Regions from separate parts of the Zea mays genome. Here regions 2 and 3 are each linked to region 1. The links are chromatin contacts, called in public Hi-C maps. All regions are on one chromosome and are shown on one strand. Each heading gives the region's core, a stretch centred on a gene start, on an enhancer-like site or on the middle of the called end of the contact. The rest is flanking DNA. Distances are from core to core; before and after follow the strand shown. Region 1 holds the start of LOC100276315. Region 2 holds the start of LOC100502535 (secreted protein RBT4). Region 3 holds the start of LOC100383316 (argonaute104).

Region 1 (3,555 bases), core at 275-2,774:
TACAAGTTCTTGTGGAAATCCAAGTTGCCACAGAAAATCAAGATTTTTATCTGGTTGGTGGTGAGAAATAAAATTCTTACTAAAGATAATTTGAAGAAAAGGAACCGGAAAGGTTCTCAAGAGTGTTGTTTCTGTGGTGGTGATGAGTCCATTAATCATTTATTCTTTCACTATCCCATCACGAGATACGTGTGGAGAGTGATCCAAGTGGCTTTAAACTTGGTGGAAATTCCAAGAAGTATCAGCAACCTTTGTGATAAGTGGTTAAGTAAACCAAAAGATAAGATTGCCAATCTGCTTCTGTTTGGTTGTGGTGCGGTGTTCAGGCAATTTGGCGCATAAGAAATGATTGGTGCTTTGGTGATAAAATTATGCTTGATCTTTCTAACGTCATTTTTCTTTGTTGCTTCTGCTGGATTCCTGGGCTATTCGACAGAGAAAGAGGGAACGAAAAATGGTGATCCAAGGAAGCAAGCTAATCAGAAAGATATCAAGTGAAGCGTTTGGCCGAGCGTTTGGGTGGTGTCCGAGGGACAAACGAATTTCTGGGTGATCAAGGTTGTGGTTCCTGGCGTATGTGATCGCCTGTACTTTTGGTGTTGGGTTGCGCTAGTTTCTTTAGTTGCGTCTGTCTGTCGTGAAGTGGTTGTAATAAGAAATACTTATGTTCCTGGTAGCAGGTCGAACTATGTCTTCTATTTTAGGCCCTTTACTTATCTAGAGTGATATTGTAAGGTGTCTGAATAGAGGTCAGGCCTAGTAGTGGTTCTGTCGGACCGTAGGGTCGCGATGATTGTCGATGTAATGAACTCTTTCCTATTTCCTAATGAAATAGGGGGCTTCGCCCCTTCGTAAAAAAAGACTATATATTTTAAATACTTGGCTGAGATGAATGTGAGCGAGAGCGTTTCCAGTATAGCGCACGTGCGAATGTGCATATACTAGGGGCCTGTTTGGTTTAACTTTTTTCTGACCAGCTTTTCTGAAAATCTAGCTATGGAGAGAATCTGGCTGTAGGAAGAATCTGAGTATCATTACGATTATGTGTGGAGAAAGATAAAGTTGTTCATAGGGCTCAGGATCTAGAAATTGACGAATTCCTATTATTACAACGACTCAACCGATTATGTGTTTATGTGATTTTGGATGGTTTTTGCCCCAACGAATTTTATAAAAGCTGGCTGAAAAGCTGAGCGTTTGGCAGTCCGCAGGCCAGAAGCTCCAGAAGCCGAAACAAACAGGCCCTAGATCCATGGAGGAAAGAGAAATCGTGAATTTAGGGTATGGGAAGCCTGAGAGTTTTTCTTTCGTGTCCTCGTCCATGCTATGCTTAGTCATGTATGTGACGCGAGGCCCGCTGCGGACTCTGCTTAGCCTGAAATATTGTTTGGGCCGTTGCACAAACAATGAACTGAATCTTAAATAAATTGGCAATTCCGAGGCCCAGCCCAACTTGGTATGGCAATGCATTGGGCCATTGGCACTAGGCACTACCATAGCAAGTAGCAGCGCAGCAAGAGGGTCAAAACGGTCATCGCCCTTGTCTTCTTCTTCTTCTTCTTCATCTCACCAACCTTTCCCTTCCCGTCCCAACCGCCGTCCGCCTGCTCCCTTCCGCTCACCTGCTTCATCTGTTTTGAAGAAAAAAAGGAAAACAGAAGGAAGAGAGTAAAAGAGGCCTGCGCTGCCCTGCGCCCCAGGTTTGATCCCATACTTCCTCGGTTTCTCCCTGTTGTTCTTGCTCTGTCTCGAATCTCGATCCATAACCTCAGCCCTCGCCGATCTCTCCTGTCCGTTTGGCTGGGATCTCGGTCGGCGCCCCCCCCCCCCTGATATGCTTTCCATGCTGTCATGACGGACCGGATAAGCCTGTTAGCACTAGCAACTGGCAAGCTCCAATTTTGACTTTCTTGCGGATCAGTAGTTCCCATCAATTGTTGAGTTAACTTCAGTTCAATTGCCAATTGCCATTTATGTCAGCTTCTCCTAATTCACTGACCCATGCGTGCTTCTTAAATTTGAACCGGACCAAGCGTCCGTATGATGATACTTCTCCACACATGAACATGTATTTCCTTCCTGCTAGAATTTATATAAAAGAAAGAATTTATAATGCGTCCCTCCTTAGCCTTATTACTAGTACCATCAACACCTCCTTAGGGTTCAGGCATGAGCACGCATTGCAGGAAGGATCCTAGTTTTCTCAACAAGTAAAAAGGACAGAAATTTTGCTGTCAATTATTTCTTGTAGCAAGTGTAGTTCAGTTTGTCCTAATTACTTAGCACACTTGTGCTTGTTTAATTCGGGAAAAAAGGTTCTTGAAATGAATTAGCTATCCTTTGGCTAGCAAGTTGAGATTTGGAGTCACAGATAATTTATTTGATGCACTCTTGATAAATAGATCACCTAATGGAGTACTTCATCATCAGCCCATGTGATAGATCAGTAACATTGTTTACCTTGTCGTAAACAGAGTATGCGCTTCTAACACTTGCATATTTGGATGGATGATGTATATGGACGGATAGAGGTCTTCCCCCAACACTTTGTACCATCAAAAGAAGCTATGGAGACACCTGACGGTCTATCAACAAGTAAGAATAGCCTGGATAGTCCACCAAGGTGATACTTGTGGCGAAAGGAATTCTGTAGCTCAACTCATCCTCTGCCTTTTCTGGGTACAATAACACGTTCTTCTTCTCATGTAAACAGTTCATGTAAGCGTTCCTGGACTCCAAGACGAGTTAAGGGAGCTGCATCCATTTTGCATTTATTGTCCATTCCCCGCATAAGATGGTCTACAAGCAATGAGGATGATGACAAGGTTACCCACTTCCATATCGCAATCGTGATTTTTTTTGGGGGGTGGGGGGAGAAAGTGTGGCAGGTGCTCTGCCTTTTCACTGTGGTAGGGGCAGTAGCACAAATAAGCACTAACAAAAAAAAATTTGGTAGCAGATTGAATTATCTAGAGCCGAAGTAGAAACTTTACGAACCGAAATAGCGGGTGCCGAGGAAAGGGAATCTCACTTAAAAGCTCGGTATGATATGCACACTTTGTTGAAAGTTTTATTTTGGAAAGTGGAAATATGCTGATGATTGTATTTGTTTTGGTCTTTCAGGTTGGAAAACATTGATGAAGTTTTGAGATATGCACGGCTTTCTGGCTATCTCTACATTAGAAGTGTATGAAACATGTTCAAATGCTTGTTACTTTTGCTTCACGTACTCTTGCCAGAAACGATGAAAGCTAATGAGTATGGACTTTCTGGTGTACATATACAGCGATGGACCCAACTCCCTGGTGAACCACCTATATTAGATGATGCTGATGTGGATGACTGGCTTCCTCGCTTTGTTGTTCTACAAGGGCAGTGTTTATACTATTATCTGAAATGTACAGGTAATTAAATTCTTCTTTTCTCTAATATTGGTGGATGTTACTGAACTGACAGGTGACATTTCTATGTTTCAGATCTGAGCCCACAGGAATCTACACTCTTATGTGATGTTGTTGAAGTAGGGCAGCTTCCAGACTTTGTGCCAGAAGATGA
Region 2 (3,555 bases), core at 721-3,220, 460 kb before region 1:
CTCCTCACCTGAGAACCTTTTGTATTTAGGCTGCTCTTGCGAGATACAAGAAGATGAGGGGTAATGCTCCGGAGAGACTAGTTTCTGGTTCTGATGATTTTACAATGTTTCTTTGGGAACCAACAATTAGTAAACAACCTAAAGCTCGCATGACTGGTCATCAGAAGGTATTGCCTCCAGACAAAAATGTTTCTTTTCTTAGGCTGTGTAACTAATTAATTGTTTGGTTATATGCAACTGTAGGTGATGATTTGTTTGTTTCTTTTTGCAGCTTGTAAACCATGTTTACTTTTCCCCTGATGGACAATGGTTGGCAAGTGCATCCTTTGATAAATCTGTCAAGTTGTGGAATGGTATCACAGGTAAATTTGTTGCAGCATTCAGAGGGCACGTTGCAGATGTCTACCAGATCAGGTGAGTTTTGTTGTTGTTGTTGTTGTTGTTGTTGAAGGAAAAGGATGATGACAGCACATTATTTCTCTGTAGCTGGTCTGCCGACAGTAGGCTTCTACTAAGTGGAAGCAAGGATTCCACTCTAAAGGTTGTCCACTTGACTTAAGCTGTACTGTTGTGTTGTTCATTGGACAGCACTTACTCTGTCATATATATATGTATATAAAAGAAAAACTTTGTACTTTTGCCGATTCACCAAATGAATGCATTTCAGATCTGGGATATTCGAACACACAAGTTGAAAATGGACTTGCCGGGCCACGCGGATGAGGTGTACACCGTGGATTGGAGCCCTGACGGTGAAAAGGTGGCGTCTGGTGGCAAGGATCGGGTCCTCAAGCTATGGATGAACTGATTGATTATTATATATCTATGCTTGGGCGAATTATATATTGTAGTGATGATAATTTTGAAGGTATACTGAGATCAATTAATTGTACAAGATCCATGCTTGGCTCAAAACTGGAAGAAGCTAGCTGGAAATCATGAGTTCAGTTGGTGGTGCTCTTCTTCTTCTTCTTGTTCTTCTTCTTGAGGTCCGTGGCATAGTAGTTGCATGTGATGAAGACGCCTCCCTTGAAGCACTCTGCTCGTGCGCATCCCACCTTGGTGCTCCTCTTGCCGACCATGAGCGCGAAGTGGCCGCACTCCTTGTACGCCCTGCCGCCTGTGCACTGCTCCGTGTCCCTGTCGTAGATGGACTCCTCCTTGCCCCACCAGAAGACGGCCTCCTTGGCGGTGGCGTTCCAGTCGTCGTGGCTCCTGAACAGGCTCTCGCCGTACTTGTGGCCGCTGTGGACGAGCTCGCAGTCCTTGCGCATGCGGTTGGACCAGCGCCGCGCCTGCCGCGCCAGCTTCCTGTCCCACTTCATGGGCGGCACGCCGTAGCGCGCGCGGAGCTCGTTGTGGGCGTCCACGAACTCCCGGGCGATGCCCTTGTACCACCCCGTGCCGTTGGTCGGTGACACGATGCCCTTCTCCTTGGCGTACTTGAGCAGCTCCTGCTGGGCAGCCTTCTCCGCCGCGACCGCCTTCTCCATCTCCTGCTCCTTCTCCTTCTCCTTCTCGCCGGCCTCTTCCGACGACGACGACGAAGTAGATTCTCCGCTGCTACTGTCGGTCTCAGTCTCACTCTCAGACGGAGACGACTGGTGCAGCAGAGACGACGACGAGGAGGCCAGGGCGCCCGAGGAGGGGACGTTGGAGAGGACGACGGCGACGACGAGGAGCAGCAGTACTGCTATGCTGCTGCTGGGCGCCATGCTGGCTAGCTATGGTTCAAGATCGAGCTAGGCACGCCGACGCCGGCCCTCCTCTCTTGCCAACGTCGTCAGTGTTGGGAAGGAGGGTAAGGGCTGCCGGCAGGGGCCTTTTATGCATGCATGCCAACAGCTAGCTAGCGGTCCTCCATTCTTGGCTCTGCTCCAACGCACGCATGCATGGCCTTTTTTCGCGCGGTTTCGCTGGTTCGTTGGACGGTTCGTCTTCATCGATTGTCCTGTTGCTTCAATCATCGTAGCTAGGTGTCTATATATAGCTGCTACCTTGCTTCTCTAGCTTTATATATATATATATATATATATATATATATATATATATATATATATAGGAGCCCTGTGCTTCCAATAACTAAAGGAAGCCCAGGCCAGACAGTGCAATCCGGTCGAACCGGATCAGGTACAGACGTCTATAAAAGAAAATCCATAGTGCTAGGGATCAGTTTTTCACGCCCCATCTCGATTCATTAGCGACGACGGTTGCCCGATAGTGCGCGCGGCGGTGGCTGCGGCTCCCCAACCTCGACATGCGGTGGCGGCGGTTCCCAGGCCGGCGGTGGCGGCCCCCGATCCAGAGGGCGAGCGGCGGCAGCGCCCTTGTGCGGTGGCGGCGGTTCCCAGGCCGGCGGTCCTCGATCCAGAGGGCGAGCGACGGTGGCGGCGGTTCCCAGGCCGGTGGCCGCAACTCCATTACCTCGACGCGCGGCGGCGGAGGTTCCTCGATCCGCAGCGGGGCCCTTGTGCGGGCAAGCGGCGGCATCCCCGAAGCTCCGAGGAGGCGGCACTTCCAAGGCCGGCGAGCAAGTGACGCCCGTCGACGTGCGAGTAGCGACGGCGACGCATGAGGCGCGATGTTCGAGCGAGCGACGTCACGGAAGGCGCGAGATGCGCGCAGCGATGATCACGCATGACATCCTCCGATCCGGCACAGTTTTCTTTTCGATTATTGCGTTTTATGCCTACCACATGTACTATTTACGCTAAAAACTGTATGATTTTATGCTTGAACACGGAGTTCGTATATCAGTTTACTGTATGCACATTGGAAAGACAATTCCTTAATTTATGTTGTTCGTAATTTGCGCGCATGCAATGGAAACTCCCACGATTTTGCCATAATTTTTGGATATGTATAAAAATAGAAACTGAATGCATGCGGCTGCCATGTTTTTAGGATCTGTCATAAAAATAGGATCGTAATAACAACCTATTAGAGCTATCAACCTCTCATTGACTCGGTATTTACGCTTATAATTAAGGGATTTTATGCTCAAAACTTAAGGTTTTTACGCTTCACCCGGATATGCGTCCACCAGTAAACAACATGCCCGTTTTTTTACGCAGTGTAAGGAATTGCATAAATACCTACACCGTGTCGTATACATTATAAACTAGTTCTAATGCGTTTAGCTGCATGACTGTTGGAGGGATCATATATTTATGAAGGAAATAAAACATTAAATGCGATTTTTTGTTTTTATGCATGCAATTCATTTCCTTTTATTGCATATTCTTTCCATCATAAATTCATGTGCATGCAGCTGGTAACAGATTTTTACGCAGTATACCCAATTGCATAATTATCTACACAGTGTAGCATATTTAGTATCACTATATGTCATAAAATAATAATTACGAGTCTAGCTGCATTGCTGTTGCAGCGATCCTAAATTTATGGAGGAAATAAAGCATTTAAAATAGAAACCGTCACACATATCTTTCCTAAATTTACGTGCATACAAGGGAACGTGTTTGACTCATGCATGCATTTTGCCATAATTTTTGGATCTGTATAACCGCATGCATGTGGCTTCCATGTTTTTTG
Region 3 (3,555 bases), core at 692-3,191, 390 kb before region 1:
CATATTTTGAACAAAGGATCATGAACTCAGTCAGCAGACATACATAGTAGTGAAAGAAGACGTCTTCTGTACTCTTCACAGCGACTTTAAAGTGATTTGAATAGAGCTGGGTCGGCTGCCCTTTTCTTCCTATACCAGGCCTGTCCATCAGTAATCTCTTTGGCTTTAATATATGGTTTGCTGGTGATTCACCCACAGCATCTTCAGCTTTAATGGGAATCACATCTGGTGGCACCGGAGGGGGGGGTGGCAACTCTTCATCCTCGCCATCATGAGAGCCCATTTCAAGATAAAACAAGCAGCACCTACCTGCAAGGAAACAAGGACAACAATGAATTGGTTGCAAGGGAAGACAATGAGCACTTGAAAGAATGTTTTACCAATACCATGTAACAGCAGCATATAATCACAAAGTTGAATCTTTCCGTTACTTAGATTCTATACATGCAATCTTCGACATTATAAGTTCCATGTTTCTGCCTACTTTATCAGATTAAATTCTAGTAGGATGGAGAGCCTCTGTAGTGAGATGAATTATAGGAATAGCTATAGAATAGCTATAACTCTAATTCCATTCCCAAGTTCCCACCTCATTGGCACTAACCACGTCATTCAGTCTTGTGCCTGATTGCTGATGCAGAAATTTTGTTTTACTTGTTCCATATGACCTCCTTGAGTAGCAAGGACACATTTGGCACACGAATCTGTTGTACAGTCCTAGTAGGATGGAGAGCCTCTGTAGTGAGATGAATTATAGGAATAGCTATAACTCTAATTCCATTCCCAAGTCCCCACCTCATTGGCACTAACCACGTCATTCAGTCTTGTGCCTGATTGCTGATGCAGAAATTTCGTTTTACTTGTTCCATATGACCTCCTTGAGTAGCAAGGACACATTTGGCACACGAATCTGTTGTACAGTCTTATCAGATGCAACATTAAGCTTGTCTAACTGCATGCATTTGGTGGCAGCATCATACTGTGCAGATCACAAGGACTCAAGCGCGGGACGTTACTAACAAAGAAATACAAGTGTAGTTGGCTGTCGGGAAACATTGAATAAAATGAGCGTAATATTGACTTGAAGAATCAACAGACTAAAATGACAATCAGATGCCCCCGGCCAAAGGCAGCATTTTGTTGAAACAAGGTTTAGGTACGGAAAATGAAATCCTTTGGTGAAGTTAGCGACCTAACGGATTGGCTCCATGTACCTTCTTTCCAAGAGAGTAAGAAAAAAGAAAGGCTTTTTTTGTTAAAAAAATTTGTTCTTGAGAAACCACCTGAGCAGCAGACATCGCAGCTGCAAGGCTCGTTTTTATGTTTTTGTTACACAAAAAGTGGGCATTTTTCCCCAAAAAAAGGCACGGTAATGTAGGAATCCCCATCCCCTGTGAGATGAATCGCATCGCTGCAAAAGCACCCAGAAACATGTGAACCCCTAAAAAACAAATGTCTCGAACCAAATCTGCGAATGTGAGGACAATGTCTCGAAAACCCTAGGAAAGCTCTTCGTCCTCTGGATGCAAGAAGCCAAATGTCTCGAAAACCCTAAGAAACCATAAGCTGCATCAGCGGTAAGAAATGAAAGAGGAACAATGGAGGCTTCCAGCGGCGAGGGGCTAGGGTTTACGCGTGAAACAGCACTGCAAAATGGATGCGATTGTGAGGACAATGTCTCGAAAACCCTATGAAAGCTCTTCGTCCTCTGGATGCAAGAAACCAAATATCTCGAAAACCCTAGGAAACCATAAGCTGCATCAGCGGTAAGAAATGAAAGAGGAACAATGGGGGCTTCCAGCGGCGAGGGGGCCAGGGTTTACGCGTGAAACAGCACTGCAGATTGGAGGCATCTCCACTTCAATCACTTTCACTTACCAAAAGCAAGGAAGTAGGCAGGAGGACGGACGAGGCGAGGTCTCCCAGGTCCTGCTTCCTCTCCTCTCCCAGTCCCTGAACTACTCCCACTCACTGCTCCGACCTCCCCGGCTTAAATGCGTAGCTCGTCTCTCGAACGGCGGGACCTCGGTACCTCCTCCAGACGGACCACCCCGTTGATACAGGAGACACTGGTGCACACATAGTCGTTGTTTACTTGTTTATGGATGCTGTTAAAATTTAACTCAACAATTATAACAAATATCGAAGTCTGTCATTTTGGACAACTAAAATTTAATTTAATTTCACTATTAATTGAAATACTCAAAACCTAATGTTTGTCACATGTTCAAGAACAAGGTAACACAGTTATTAAATGTTAAGAACATTCGTCCTTCGAAAAAATATCTCCTTTCGGATATAATAATCTTCAGACAAAGGTCGTGAATAACACATCCTCATCATTTATATCAATAAGGATTTAAATACATGAGTGTGATATCCAGTCATATATTTATTCCATGATAAATATATAAACATTATCAAAATTTATATTGCAGTGATATCTTCGGCTTGTTTGAAGGTGTTGACGCGAGAGCGATTACAATCCAACGTGAATAGTACGGGGTAATGTTCATCTATTTATAGACAATCGCAAGGGTTCGTACGCTATTACATTTATACCCTCAATAATTACATACAGAGTTTACAATATGTCATAAGGGCAATGTCGTCAGTTGTATTTAATAACTTGAGTAACACCTTCTCCTTGCATCTCATTGTTTCGTTATGACGAAGCCTGCTTGATGAAGTGTGCTTCGTTATACTTCCTTTGAGTTATACCGAAGCCACGTTGTATACCCGTTTCACCGTGATGAAGCCTGTTGGATGAAGCTTGCTTCGCTCCTCTTGTGTTATGTCGAAGCTCTGGCGACGAAACTCCTGTAATATTCAATAGTATGCTGAAAGCAAATGGTTAGTCTTATTTTTTAGGACCTTCGGGAGAAGAAGACCCCCAACAGTAGCCCCTGTCGTATTAGTTTGTTTCTTTGTAACAAATCCAAACTTGAAATAAACGAAGGCCTTTAGCCGAAGGTCCAAAAAAACACCTTCCTTTCGCTAGAATAGCGAAACATTCTGCACTGTGGGCCCCACCGCTCAGTGGTGTTTTGCGTGTGTGTGTGTATATTATATATATATATATATATATGAGGCTTCGGGTTGAAAGATATTTTTCGCGCTATCAAGCTTTGTGCTGAGTTATTGTTTTAGCTTTCTAACTCTGCAACCGCGATTGTTTTTGAGCTTTGGATTCTTGCTGTAATCAACGCTGAAATGGTCGAAAAGAAGAAGAGCGTGGACCCCACACATGCTGGTTTCTACGAAGCCATGGAAAGGACCAATGTTGAGAATATTACTAATGAGATGCTAGTTGTGTTGTTTGGAGACTCAAGTGAGAGCAAAAGTTTTGATGTTGAAAGTGACAACGATAACGCTGAAGATCAGCCATGAAGGCCGAGTCATATTGTTTTTGGAAAATCCACTATTAAGAAAGGGCAAATTGAAGCAATAAAGGGTAAATATTTTTATGATATATCTATTGTGAGGGCTGGAGAAGAGAACATTGTTCCTCTTCTTGAGACAGATTAAGTGATAATATTCAAAAGTTTTATGAAG

What was found. A called contact is a pair of places that touch in the nucleus more often than the background predicts.
Region 2: a Hi-C map of tassel shows a contact between it and region 1, with 1.9 times the contacts expected there. The contact joins the promoter of LOC100502535 here to the promoter of LOC100276315 in region 1. A contact is called at or near these places in 3 of 25 Hi-C or Micro-C datasets (ear, leaf and tassel).
Region 3: a contact with region 1 is called in a Hi-C map of leaf, with 8 times the contacts expected there. The contact joins the promoter of LOC100383316 here to the promoter of LOC100276315 in region 1. A contact is called at or near these places in 7 of 25 Hi-C or Micro-C datasets (bundle sheath, ear, endosperm and 3 more) and 1 of 3 datasets of contacts at active chromatin or transcription factors (leaf).

The regions. Positions count from the first base shown.
Region 1 is chr6:180,385,919-180,389,473 of Zm-B73-REFERENCE-NAM-5.0, forward strand. LOC100276315 reads left to right here and starts at 1,525. Exons shown (of 8, transcript NM_001308071.1): 1 at 1,525-1,700; 2 at 2,475-2,623; 3 at 2,714-2,825; 4 at 2,960-3,042; 5 at 3,124-3,187; 6 at 3,287-3,404; 7 at 3,477-3,555. The coding sequence starts at 2,505. It also overlaps a transcript of LOC100272700 not described here.
Region 2 is chr6:179,923,955-179,927,509 of Zm-B73-REFERENCE-NAM-5.0, forward strand. LOC100502535 (secreted protein RBT4) reads right to left here and starts at 1,971. Exons shown (of 1, transcript XM_008651878.4): 1 at 795-1,971. The coding sequence starts at 1,715. The coding sequence ends at 945. It overlaps LOC100282591, which reads left to right. Exons shown (of 14, transcript NM_001291802.1): 11 at 30-167; 12 at 272-414; 13 at 487-541; 14 at 668-958. The coding sequence ends at 808.
Region 3 is chr6:179,995,473-179,999,027 of Zm-B73-REFERENCE-NAM-5.0, forward strand. It overlaps LOC100383316 (argonaute104), which reads right to left and starts at 1,942. Exons shown (of 23, transcript NM_001361992.1): 1 at 1,879-1,942; 2 at 44-309. The coding sequence starts at 283.